Regions from separate parts of the Rattus norvegicus genome. Here region 2 is linked to region 1. A link is a contact called in public Hi-C data. All regions are on one chromosome and are shown on one strand. The core of a region is the stretch at or near the end of the contact, and the rest is flanking DNA. Distances in the headings are between cores, read along the strand shown.

Region 1 (6,214 bases), core at 2,529-5,028:
CGAGGGTTAGATTTAATATGAATTTGAGAGGGTCATAGATTCTTTTGGGCCCCCAGACAGGTAATCCTATTTGTAGATAATGATTTTTTTTTCTATTTTAGTTGTTTCCTTACATAAATTAGTATGATGTCCAGCACACTAGTGAAAGTAGTTAAAGCATATTTTTCTTTAGAATTATAATGAGGTATGCTTTCCATTATACTGATTTGCTTATTAGGATAGAGGGTTGTTTTAATATCTGGATTTTTACATAATGGTTTTATAGTCTTTCTTTATTTGTGAGGCAAAATTCCCCTTTGATTTATTAATTGCTTTCCCTGTATCCTCTGAGATGACCACGCTCATTTGCATTCAAGTACCTAGGATTTCATTGTTTCAAATAGTAAATACTGGAATGATTAAAGGACTCTAAAATAAAGGCAGTCATTTTATCAAAGATTGTATATTAGTTGCCTGATGTTAATTTTAAGTTCTTAGATGCCTTCAACTTGGCCATTACGGTTCATTTTTGTTCTGTGGGACTGCTGAGGATGGAACCGACCCGGATGAGGCAGCCCTCTGCCACCGAGCGGTCTGTAATCTTGAGCCGAATGGATCGTTTCTACTACTTAACGTTGCTTATGCTTACTCACATGAAGATTGTCATAGATATTCTCAAGTAACGATGGCATACAAGTTTTCCTTATATGTAAGAAGAAATGGCGCAGGGGTAGGAAGAGTGCGCCTGTTCAGCAGTGCACAGGACTGTCTGTGGTCTCAGTCCTCAGTGCCACCAAAACAGCCAGACTAAAATGAACTGACTGGCTCTTAGCTGTAGATTAGAACCGTGTCATTTACTGCCGTGAATATATTCCTCTCCTTTCCCAAATTATAAACCTGTTCAGTTATCCTGATCTAGATTAATTGATACTGTTTTAGGTACCCATTTTCTATTACCATAAACTGCACAGCATCTTATGTGTATGGGACACCTAAGATTTACAATATCATTTAAATTTTTTCGAGTATATTTTTCTAGGCATGCTTTCATTTTCACATTTGAAATTTATTTTTTTTCTTGTATTCCTGATGTTTCCTGGTTGTATAATTAATTTACTTTGGGTCTGCCTTGCATTCTGCAATGATTTCTTGTAATTAAATTGAGTTAATCTTCAACCAGTATTCTTTTGGAGAGTATTTGTCTCAAACTACAGCATGTTGCCTCACACTAATCTTAGGGACTGGGAAGCCAAGGCAGGAGGGTCACAGATTTAAGGGTAGCCCAAACCTGGGCTACCTTGTGGACACTGTCTTAAAAAGACAAACATGAAAAATAAGACAAGACAAATGTTCCCAAAGGAGGAGTTGGGGCCTGGTAGATAATTTGGGAGGGAAAAAATTTGTCTTGAAATATTTAAACTTTCCAATATAGTTTTTATTCCGTTGACTCTGGCAGGTATTGACATGGCTAGATAGTTTAATTTTTGTATCCTTGGTTAAAAAAAATTTAGGGGTGGGGTGCTAGGATTCAAACTGAGGGCTTTACACATGCTAACCACTGACCTATAACCCAGGTGTAGATGTGTCTTTTATATATACCTTAGTTAGAGTTTTAAAACTCTGATTACTTGAAAGATCCTAATTAACAATTCTTTTAGACCATTATGTATAATGCAATTAGTAACAAAATTGGATTTTTAGCAACTTTTTTCTTCTGTATTTGTTGCATGTACCTTTTCTGTAATGATGTTTTTCACTGAAATTTCACCCAGTGCTTGGATTTGTGTATTCCATTTATCTTTTAGTTGCTATTCTAAACCATTAAATCCAGTTTTAAAATAGAACGTGTTGATGGTGTTTCTTTCTGAGTAGACGAGACCGCTTGCATACAGTTGGCTCTCATTAATCTCCTGAGCATCACAATTGCAGAGACCTAGAAGCGGGTTCACTCCTACACTGACATAGAAATTCAAAGTAGCAGAATTGATGTCATAGAGGATTTGCTTAGGAGACATTAAATCATACAAAGTAGGATTTAGCCGAAGGAGTGCTGTTCCCCAATACCTCAAAGATAAGTAGTGTGCTACTCAGGCCTGTTAGGTAAATTCATGGTGCTAGGATGTAAACATTCTCTAGGATTGACTATCCATTAGACCAATCCCCAAAGAATGTACCTCTAACATGCAGCTCAAGGGGACAGAGCACAGGCACAATGGATGTCAGTCCTGCCCTGCCATAAAGTTCCAGTTCTTTAAAAAAAAAAAAAAAAAAAAGCATAGTTCTGGGCTGGAGAGATGGCTCAGTGGTTAAGAACAGTGACTGCTCTTCCAGAGGTCCTGAGTTCAATTCCCAGCAACCACATGGTGGCTCACAACCATTTGAAATGGGATCTGATGCCCTCTTCTGGTGTGTTTGAAGACAGCTATGGTGTACTTGTGTAAAATAAATCTTTAAAAAGAAAACATAGTTCTGCCAGCTGAGCAACATGATCCTGGGCCACATCTATTGGAAAAAACAGCACTGATGTACTTAAATAATCCTGGTGATATTTTTGCTGTGTAAATCTCCCGTCTGTCCAAGTGGCTAGACTTGTAGTCTCCTGTCTCTGTTTAAATTGTTCAAAGTCTAATCAGGGGCTGGACCTAAAAGTTTTAAGGATGACTGTGTGTAAAATGCATAACTCTAAGATGTATATAATTCAGTAAAATCTTATATTCAAGATCAACTCTTATTTGGGTGTTAGCCCAACTGGCCATGTGCTTTATGTAGTAAAGAGCTTTTCCTTGAGCTCTATGTGTGCAGTGATTTTGTTTTTACCACTGAGTCATTGGCATATTGTTTCTATAGCAACACAAGTCCCTGATGGAGCAAATTCATGGCAGAGAGGGTAAATGGGTCTCTTGACAGACTACCCATTGCATCCTGTGATAGATCAGGGCCATAAATTCTTTTAAGTTCATCAGAAGGTGATTATAGCATCCTTTCTCTTGATTTCACATCGACCAACAGACGTCAGCAGAATTCAGTCCTGAAAGTTCAAGAGGCTTCTAATGACATTACAGTTCTCAGCTACTCAACGGTTGCCTTCTTAAACTGGCTCTTCATTCATGTTATCAGGGGAGCATCAGTATCCAGGAGTGTAGAATCTGGGGGACTGGGCATTTTTGCTGTGACTTGGGATGACAAAAACCAGGATTTGAGCTTGCTTTTTGATTACAGCATTCAATAGAACCAGGGACTTAGGAAAACAGTTTTGGGACAAGTCCAAGGCCAACCCAGTAACTACTTGAAGATTCCCAATCAGAAACCTTGAATTATTCCCATTGGCTCCTGAGCCTAGTGAGGTAGGGTCAATCTGTTGAAGCACCCTTTATGGTCCCAACCTACCAAAAACAATTCCAACACCTCGAGAGAGGTCTAGATAAGTACGGAAAGCGAGCCTGCCTTCTGTTTCCTACTGAGTTAAGATGCTCTAGAAAGCAAGGGTTCTAAGAGTGCAGGGGAGGTAGGCCGAAGTTTCTGCCGAGCTTCCTGTGGGTTTAAGGACTTACTGCACCACCGATTACTTCCTCTCCCACCCGTTCCTGGGCTCACAGCCTGGATTCTAATTCTGTCTTGTCATCAAGAACACTTTTGGCCTCCCATAGTAAAGCTATTACAGCGCCCCCGCCATCACACTGCGGGGAAACTAGCAATCTGACAGTTCAAGGGAGCCTCCCTGTCTCTGCAACCAACCGAGCGCGAACGGAAGTGACGTCAGGCCCGCGACCGTCTTTTCCGGCTCTTATCTGCACTGAAGAGTTGGGAGTTATCTGGCCTTTGTGAGTTCTGCGGTGCAAGGGCTGCCTGGAGGTTGAAGGGGAAGGTAAAGAACGAGAGTGCTGAGCTCTGCTCTCCATGCCACGGCGCTTCAGGGCGCGGCCAAGTCTGAGTCCTGTCCGGCTGTCAGTCACTGGGCTGGGAAAGTGCCCAGAGGGCGGGTCCTGGCGGGCTGCATCCAAGATGCGCCTGCTTTTCAAAAGCCGCCCAAGCAACTTCAGTGGGAAAAACTGTTTTATTTTTCTCCTCAGAAAGAAATGAATTTTTGCCGGAGTAGTTGGAGTGACCTTGCGATTTCAGCACCTCTGGTGAGCACTTAGTGAAAGGTGGCTTCTGGAAAATAATTTTCAAAAAATTAGAAACGAATGTCTGGGGTGAGAACTTAATTCATATTGTTAGACTGTATTTTATTTAGGGTGTGCGTGTTTTATTTTGACCATTAGCTTAAGCTACAAAGACATGTTTCTTAGTTACTTAGCATGTACGTCTTGAGAGAGTATAAACGTTGGTAGAACTCAAGTCCATTCATAAAAACCTAGCCGATAGGAGTTTACTGACAGCACACAGGAGGTGGCAAAAGGATTTCTTTGAGTTCTTGGCTAACCTGGTGTACAAAATGAGTTCCAGGCCAACCAGTGCTGAATGGTGAAATATTGTATTTTTTAAAAAAAAAAGTAAAAACCCAATAAACAATAATAGCAAGTTCCAGAATTCCTGGGCCTGTGTTTGTTTTCTCATCCCTTTTATCTCCCTGTGCTCGTGATCAAATTCAGGCCCTTGTACATGCTACACATATTTTTTTCTTAGGTTTTAGGCCTAGTCATCACTAAACTGCTTGGAGCTCACAGAAGAAATGTGGAAAGCTAGATGATTAAAAATCATTGGATTAACTATTAAGAAGATTGATAAATTAGGGTTCTCTCCCCAACAGTTCCCCCCATTTCTCTTTTTAAAAAAGTCTTAGATGTACTAGCATATTTGATGGTCCAGTGTCTGAGGTACTGTCACCTCTTTGCAGCAGTCTGTGTCTACTCTTTCCCCAGAAGATAAATATATTGTATGGTGACTTGTTTGCTAAGATGTGAACTGAAAATAAAGGGTGACATGGTGGCATATAGCAGTAATCTCAGGAGTTGGAGCAGTAGGAACATGATTTCTTTCTTTCTTTTTTTTATTATTATTATTTTTTTTTTTTTTGGTTCTTTTTTTTTCGGAGCTGGGGACCGAACCCAGGGCCTTGCGCTTCCTAGGTAAGCGCTCTACCACTGAGCTAAATCCCCAGCCCCCTTTTCTTTCTTTTTAAGATGTATTTATCTTCTATATGTGACTACCCTGTCACTGTCTTCAGACACACCAGAAGAGGGCATCCAATCCCATTACAGATGGTTGTGAGCCACCATGTGGTTGCTGGGAATTGAACTCAGGACCTCTGGAAGAGCATCCAGTGCTCTTAGCCACTGAGCCATCTCTCCAGCCCCAGGACATGATTTCTATGCCAGGATAGTTAACCTAGTTTCAGGCCAGTCCAGTCTGCATAGCTGTACCCGTATCTCTGGATAAATAAGGATAGAAAAGAACACTTGACAGTTACCTACTCGGTGATGCATCACTTAGATTAGGACATGTCTTGCTGAAAGCAAAATATTAGATTCAATCAAGAAAATTAAAGAATAAAGTTATTGGGGCAGGCAGCCAAGAGTGTTTGCCTGTTATGCACAGATCCCCTAGGTTCAGTTCCCAGTACCACATAAACTGAGTGCAGTAGCCCACATGACTCTGATCCCAGCTCTCAGCGGGAGGATTAGGAGTTCAAGGTCATCCTTGCCCACATAGTCAGTTGTAGGGCAGCCTGAACCCCATGTGATCTTGTCTTTAAAAAAGAAAAGAAGGAAATTAAGAACTGGCTGGGAGTATAGCTCTGTAACAGAACACTTAGCTACCATGCGTGAAGCCTCGTCTCAACTCCCAGCACCACAAATATAGGTAAATAAATAAACTGATGCATGTGATATCTGATCTATAAACAATTAAATTCCTCACATTGTTTAAAAAACCGCAATCTTCCGAGTGTTGGAGGCATGTGACCCGTTCAAGCTTTCTGTATTGTGCTGGGCTTGGTGGTGGATTCCTGCAATTCCAACAACTGAGAGAGGCAGGAGCATCACTGCGAGTCTGAGGCAGGGCGTCATGTAGTTCAGGCTAGGTGTAAGCTGAACATTGGTTTCGGTTGGCCTTGAACTTACACTCTTACCACCAGCTCCCAAGTTCTGGGTGGACAGGCCCAGCTTCCTTCCAGTAAACACGGGTGCCGACACTAAAACCTTCAGGAGATTATGTGGAAGGTGTTCGTAGATGTTACATACTTGGGTTATATTCAGATGGCGTCCATTTGTTTGTGGTCCTAATTTTGATGCTT
Region 2 (6,029 bases), core at 2,429-4,928, 58 kb before region 1:
GTCTCAACGGCACCTTTTGCATAAACCTAGAATTATATGCATTTGGAAAGTGACCTGCACTGGGGTTCTCAGTCCAATACCTGCAACTCCAAGGGCAATAAAAATGTGTAGCTAGGAGAGATGGCTCAGAGGGCAAAAGGGACTTTCCATGAAACCTGGTTATCTGACTTCAAACCCTACACCCTCCATGGGGAAAGAAGAAACTAACTTTGACCTCCACACAAGTGCTGTGGTACATGCATGTCTATATACATACATACATACATACATACATACATACATACATACACACACACACACGATAAATAAATGTAAAAATTGATCTGACAGGATTAGGTCACACAACCATTATACTCTGGCCTCAGTGAAATAAAAAATATGTGGTGTTCTTTGTTGTTTGTTGGGAACTAGGGTTCTAACAGAGGGTCTCATACACACTAAGCATTCATTCTACATGTAAGCTATGTCACCAGCCTGAAACGTGACCTTGACAATTATTTTAGCCTCTGTGAGTCAAAGATTCTCAGCACTCCTTCTGAATGAGACAGTTTTCAGACAGGGACCAAGAGTTTGTGTTCCAGGGTCTTACTCTACAGCCTGGGCTAGCTTAGAATTCACTACGTATCGCAGGCTGGTCTTAAATTTGAAGCAACCCTCACACAGCCCCCACAGGCTAAGATTAAGGCACGAGCTACCACATCCACCTTTATGGAGTGCTAAGGATGCAGCCCACGGTCTCACACACGCTAGGCTGGCACTGTACTGGGTCCAGCCTGGAGCCTGTGCTTTATGGGCTATTTTGGTGGGGGTTTTCATAAGGCAAAGTGTTAGGAACCAGGTGGTCCCACACACAGCCTGCCTTCAGGGACTTAGTGTCAGCTACGTCATCACCAGCAGCCAAATGGAACACATGTACTCCTTTTAAGGTCCCTGCCCCCACTGCCTGCTCTGTTTCTCACTCTGTTTTTGCCTCACTCTTTTTCCTCCACCCTTGATCAGAGGCAACCTTTTTATAGCTCCCCCCCTTCCACTAAAATCTCTTTAGTGAGATCTGTTGTGTGGTATATCTCTGCAACATTCCCCCCTTCCCCGATCCATCAAGGTATTCTTCCTTCCACAGCAAAACCCTAACACAAAGTATAATCAGCAGATGAGTATGGAGGGCCGTTGGCTCAGGGTCTGTGAGATACTCTATGCTCTAGACATCCTGGTGTGTAGCCAGCAATTATAGTTTCGAGGCTCATGCTAAGAGGCTAAGAGGTTAGGGATTTGGCCCGGTTGGTTGGGTGCTTGGCTAGCATGCAGTAGGCCTGGCATCCATCCCATTGCATAAAGCCAGATACGGTGGTGCATGCCTATAATCCCAGCATTCAGGAGGTGAGTACAAGGTCGTCCTTGGCTACACAGTTTGAGATCAGGTTAGAATATACGAGACATACCATGGTATGCACTCATTGATAAGTGGCTATTAGCCCAAATGCTTGAATTACCCTAGATGCCTAGAACACATGAAACTCAAGACGGATGATCAAAATGTGAATGCTTCACTCCTTCTTTAAAAAGAGGAACAAGAATACCCTTGGGAGGGAATAGAGAGGCAAAGATTAAACCAGACACAGAAGGAACACCCATTCAGAGCCTGCCCCACATGTGGCCCATACATATACAGCCATCCAATTAGACAAGATGGATGAAGCAAAGAAGTGCAGGCCGACAGGAGCCGGATGTAGATCTCTCCTGAGAGACACAGTCAGAATACAGCAAATACAGAGGCGAATGCCAGCAGCAAAGCACTGAACTGAGAACAGGATCCCCGTTGAAGGAATCAGAGAAAGAACTGGAAGAGCTCGAAGGGGCTCGAGACCCCATATGAACAACAATGCCAAGCAGCCAGAGCTTCCAGGGACCTAAAGACTATACATGGACTGACCCTGGACTCTGACCTCATAGGTAGCAATGAATATCCTAGTAAGAGCACCAGTGGAAGGGGAAGCCCTGGGTCCTGCTAAGACTGAACCCCCAGTGAACTAGATTGTTGGGGGAAGGGCGGCAATGGGGGGAGGATGGGGAGGGGAACACCTATAAAGAAGGGGAGGGGGGAGGGATTAGGGAGATGTTTGCCCGGAAACCGGGAAAGGGAATAACACTCGAAATGTAAATAAGAAATACTCAAGTTAATAAAAAAAAAAAGAATATATGAGACACTGTCTGTGTCTTCCATCAAGAGTATGTAAGAAGATATGAGCCAGAAGCATGGCCCCAAGACTCCGGGAAGCCATTACCATGATGGAGTCTCTGAAGGCAAATGGGAGGACATGTAGTGTGAGATCTTATGTGTGGAGATGAGAGAATCATTTGAAACTGTTGACTCTATCCTTCCACCATGTCCTAGGAATTGAACTTAGGTTGAGCTGTCCCATCAGCCCTGCACATATATGGCTTTAGTAAGTGTCCAACATTTTAAAAGAGGATGTCTGTAGACCAGGGTGGCCTCGAACTCAGGAATCTGCCTGCTTCTGCCTCCCTAGTGCTGGGATTAAAGATGTGCACCACTATCTATGGGTGACTGTATTCCCTTTTATGCTGTGAGCCAGTCTTTTTTACCTTAACTTGGTTCTTTCAGGCACTTTGTCAGAGCAAGGAGAAGAATATGCTCAATATTTTGTATTCAGTATGAAAAACAAGCCCTTCTCAAGGTCTTCCCTCTCTTGCTGTTATGTTCAACAACAAACTATTACTCATTTAAAATTACGCCTCTCCACTGACTCTCACCCCAAGGTGGCAGTATTGTGCCCGTTTTGATGGTCACTTTTCCCTACTTCTGAACAATTATGTGGACTGTGAGATGCCCTCGGAATCACCACAATGAAGCAAGTATGGTGGTGTATGCTCTGGTTAAGGTTGAGAGAGAAGGATCATGAGTCCAAACTATCCTGGGCTAACAAAGAATCGGCTTTTTTTTTTTTAAAGGGTGGCCCGACTCCCTGAAATTATCTTTCTACCAAGGCTCACCTAAAAGCGTGGGAATCACCAGATACCTGTAGCCGCAAGACTTAAGAAGGGACTAAACTAAGTGTTTGTTGACAGATTAATTTTTTTCTTCTGAAAAATAAAATAAAAAAACCCAGAAAGTTCTCTAGCGGCTTTTGGAGAGGGGAAGAGACAAATGAAGACAAACCCGAGCCAGGCATGGAGGCTACGCCTTGTAATCCCAGAACATCGGGATTACTGGGCCAGGAGGATAGACGTTCGAGACCTCTCTTGCCTACATTCCGAGACGATGTCTCAAAATGTTTAAAAAAGAAAAAGAACGCAAAAACCACCCCGGATACATGGTTCCCTGATAGGATACTTCCTGGGAGCCCAGGCGCGCTGGCTTCTCCGCCTCCTCCTCCATCCGAACCCTCCACGCCACTAAAACCGCTCCAGCCAGGAAAGGACCAATCCAGAGTCTACACCAATTTGTTCTTTAACAAAAGTGGATGGCAGCGGCGGAAGAGAAGACTGCGTTATGGTGTCACTTCCGGAACAGCTTCAGGCAGGGCCCGCGAGCTGAGGTCCAGCGGCTGCCAGTACTAAGCGCGCCGCGACGTGGCTGCCAAACACACACACACCTAGCGTACAAGCTTTATTGTCCAGCTAGAACAGGGGAGGCGGGGCATCCTTCCTGGGGGTGGGGCATTCTTTCTGGGGGCGGGGCCTGTTGTGCAGGGTCGCGTCTGTACCTCGAGGGCAGGACCGCCTTCTTGAGGGCGGGGCCTCTATCTTGAAGGCGGGACCTCGTACTCTGGGCTGGGCTACCTACTCTTGGGGTGAAGCCGCTATCCAGGTTAGGTGACGTAGGTTCTCTGCCCAGGATCGGGGCGGCTACTACTGACCCAGAGGCCATGGCTGGGAACCCAACCGTCCAGGTTGAGTACCAGAACCCTACTCTGGAGCGGGTCCATGATGCAGCGGGGAGCCCAAACTTCCAAGTTCGATCTGGAGGTGGGTGTGTGGTGTGCACAGCTGGATAGACCTGAAGAACAGGGTTTCACGTACGGACTTGCCCTACCGGATGCTCAGAAAAGCCTTGCGTGTCTGCCGTCTAGCTATTCACTAGAGCAGTCCAACCTACGCAGACTGGTCAGAAGTCACGTAATGGGAATTTCAGTTCTAAATGCACAAGGGCGCAGAAACTGAGAACAGACTGGCAAGATGAACAGGACTGGGCTCTACTGTAATCCTAGTATACAGGGTGTGGCTCTTCTATTGAGCCCCTGTGTACTACGTATGAAGTCCTGGATTCTAACAACAGCACAGCAAGGGAGAACAAACAAACAAAACAATAATACAACAGCACAACTTTAAAAGTTTTAGGACTTATTGTGATGTAGGAAGGGTACCACTGAGAAATCTATTTCTTGCTTGCTGTGTCTTTTTCCTTTTCTTCTTTTCTCCTTGTCCTCCTCGTCCTCCTCCCCCTCCCCCTCCTCTCTTCCTCTTCCTCCTCTTCCTCCTCTTCCTCCTCCTCCTCCTCCTCCCCCTCCTTTTTTAAAGTTTGTGATGGGGATCAAACCTAGGGCCACCTTGAACCTGAGGACCTGAGATCTATCCTTAGAACCTATGTAAAACCAAAAGCCTGGTGTAGTGGTGCACATTTGTAACCCCAGATTACAAATCTGGGGTAGAGAGGAAGAGGAATCCCAGGGATTTACTAGCTAGCCACCCTAGGCTACTTGCTGAGTTCCAGTTCAGTGAGAATTGTTAACATGCCTCAACCCCTTGCAACTTTTTTTTAAATTCCTCTAGGGATGGGCTCTCCTGTTTGCACAGTGGGAGTCTGAAACTGCTGTCCAGGCCCCCAGCTTTTTGGTTTTCTTCAGTGTAGGCATTGGGTGTATTTGGAGTTGGGAGCGGTGCAGGTATGGCCTGGGAAGAATCCCTTTCAAATTAACTTTTTGAGACAGGGTCTCTTTCTTAAATTTCTATTACAAATTCATTTAACATATATAGTTGTGTGTGTGTGTGTGTGTAAGGACATCTTGCAGGAGTCAGTTCTCTCCTTTTACTATGTGGGACCCAGAAACTGAACTCAGGTCCAAGAACTTGGCAGCAGAGACATCTTGCTGGCCACCCTTGTGTGTGCTTTGTTTTGTTTTAACTCATTTTGAAAAACAACTTGTTTTTTCCCCTAATTTGAGCATGTGTACAGTCTAAAGAATAAAGTTCATGATCATCATGAGTAAAGGAAGCTGAATATGGGAGATACAGGCCTGTGATACTAATACTTTGGAGACAGAGGTAGCAGATTCAGGGATCCAAGGCCATCCTCCACTGCAGTTTGAGACCAAACTACTGGGCTTCATGAGACCCTGTGTCAGAGAGAGAGAGAGAGAGAGAGAGAGAGAGAGAGAGAGAGAGAGAGAGAGAGAGAGGCAGAGAGAGAGAGAGAGGCAGAGAGGCAGAGAGAGAGAGAGAGAGAGAGAGAGAGAGAGAGGCAGAGAGACAGAGAGACAGAGAGAGACAGAGAGACAGACAGAGAGAACAGTTAGGATGTAGTAGCGTGATGCACCAAAGAGAACTTGTAAGAGGAAAAGATTACTTACAGAAGTTTGACTTGAAAATGCTCTTGTGGAAAAAAAATACAAATTTCCTTCGGCTGGAAAAAAAAAAGAGGAAAAATTAAATTATGCTACCCTTGTTGAATGAAATAGTTTTGAAAACAATAGCATGCAGACTGTGCAAAGTTAGTTTAAAATCCTATCAGTTGAGCCGAGGTTGTGGTCCAGGGTCAGAGCAGACTAAAATTGTATGTTGGCCTGGCTCCTTCCTTTCTTCCTTCTTCTCACTCCCTTCACCATCCCTCCTCCTCTTTCCCTCCCTTCCTCCGAGTCATTTTCTGCACTATGGATCCAGCCTTTGCCCGCCTGCATCCTAGGGAAGTGCCCGGGAGTACGGACTCCCCATTACTACAGTCTCTGCTTGAGATTCAAACGGTGAAGGATGCCCGTCTGGGACTGCTAGAAAAATAAACGTATTTTTCCAGC

What was found. A called contact is a pair of places that touch in the nucleus more often than the background predicts.
Region 2: a Hi-C map of mammary epithelial cells shows a contact between it and region 1, with 2.7 times the contacts expected there. The contact joins the enhancer-like site here to the promoter of Zfp426 in region 1. A contact is called at or near these places in 2 of 12 Hi-C or Micro-C datasets (kidney and mammary epithelial cells).

Annotation. Positions count from the first base shown.
Region 1 is chr8:27,302,621-27,308,834 of GRCr8, reverse strand. Zfp426 (zinc finger protein 426) reads left to right here and starts at 3,778. Exons shown (of 8, transcript NM_001079943.1): 1 at 3,778-3,800; 2 at 4,050-4,106. Zfp266 (zinc finger protein 266) reads left to right here. Exons shown (of 9, transcript NM_001135018.1): 9 at 1-1,820.
Region 2 is chr8:27,360,355-27,366,383 of GRCr8, reverse strand. No RefSeq gene overlaps it. Among named protein-coding and RNA genes, the nearest start is that of Zfp266, 26 kb to the right of the region's middle. Within about 2 kb of position 3,678, at least 59 of the 93 cell types and tissues checked have an H3K27ac peak or open chromatin away from gene starts, as enhancers often do. A contact at or near this core is called in kidney, where this site is marked.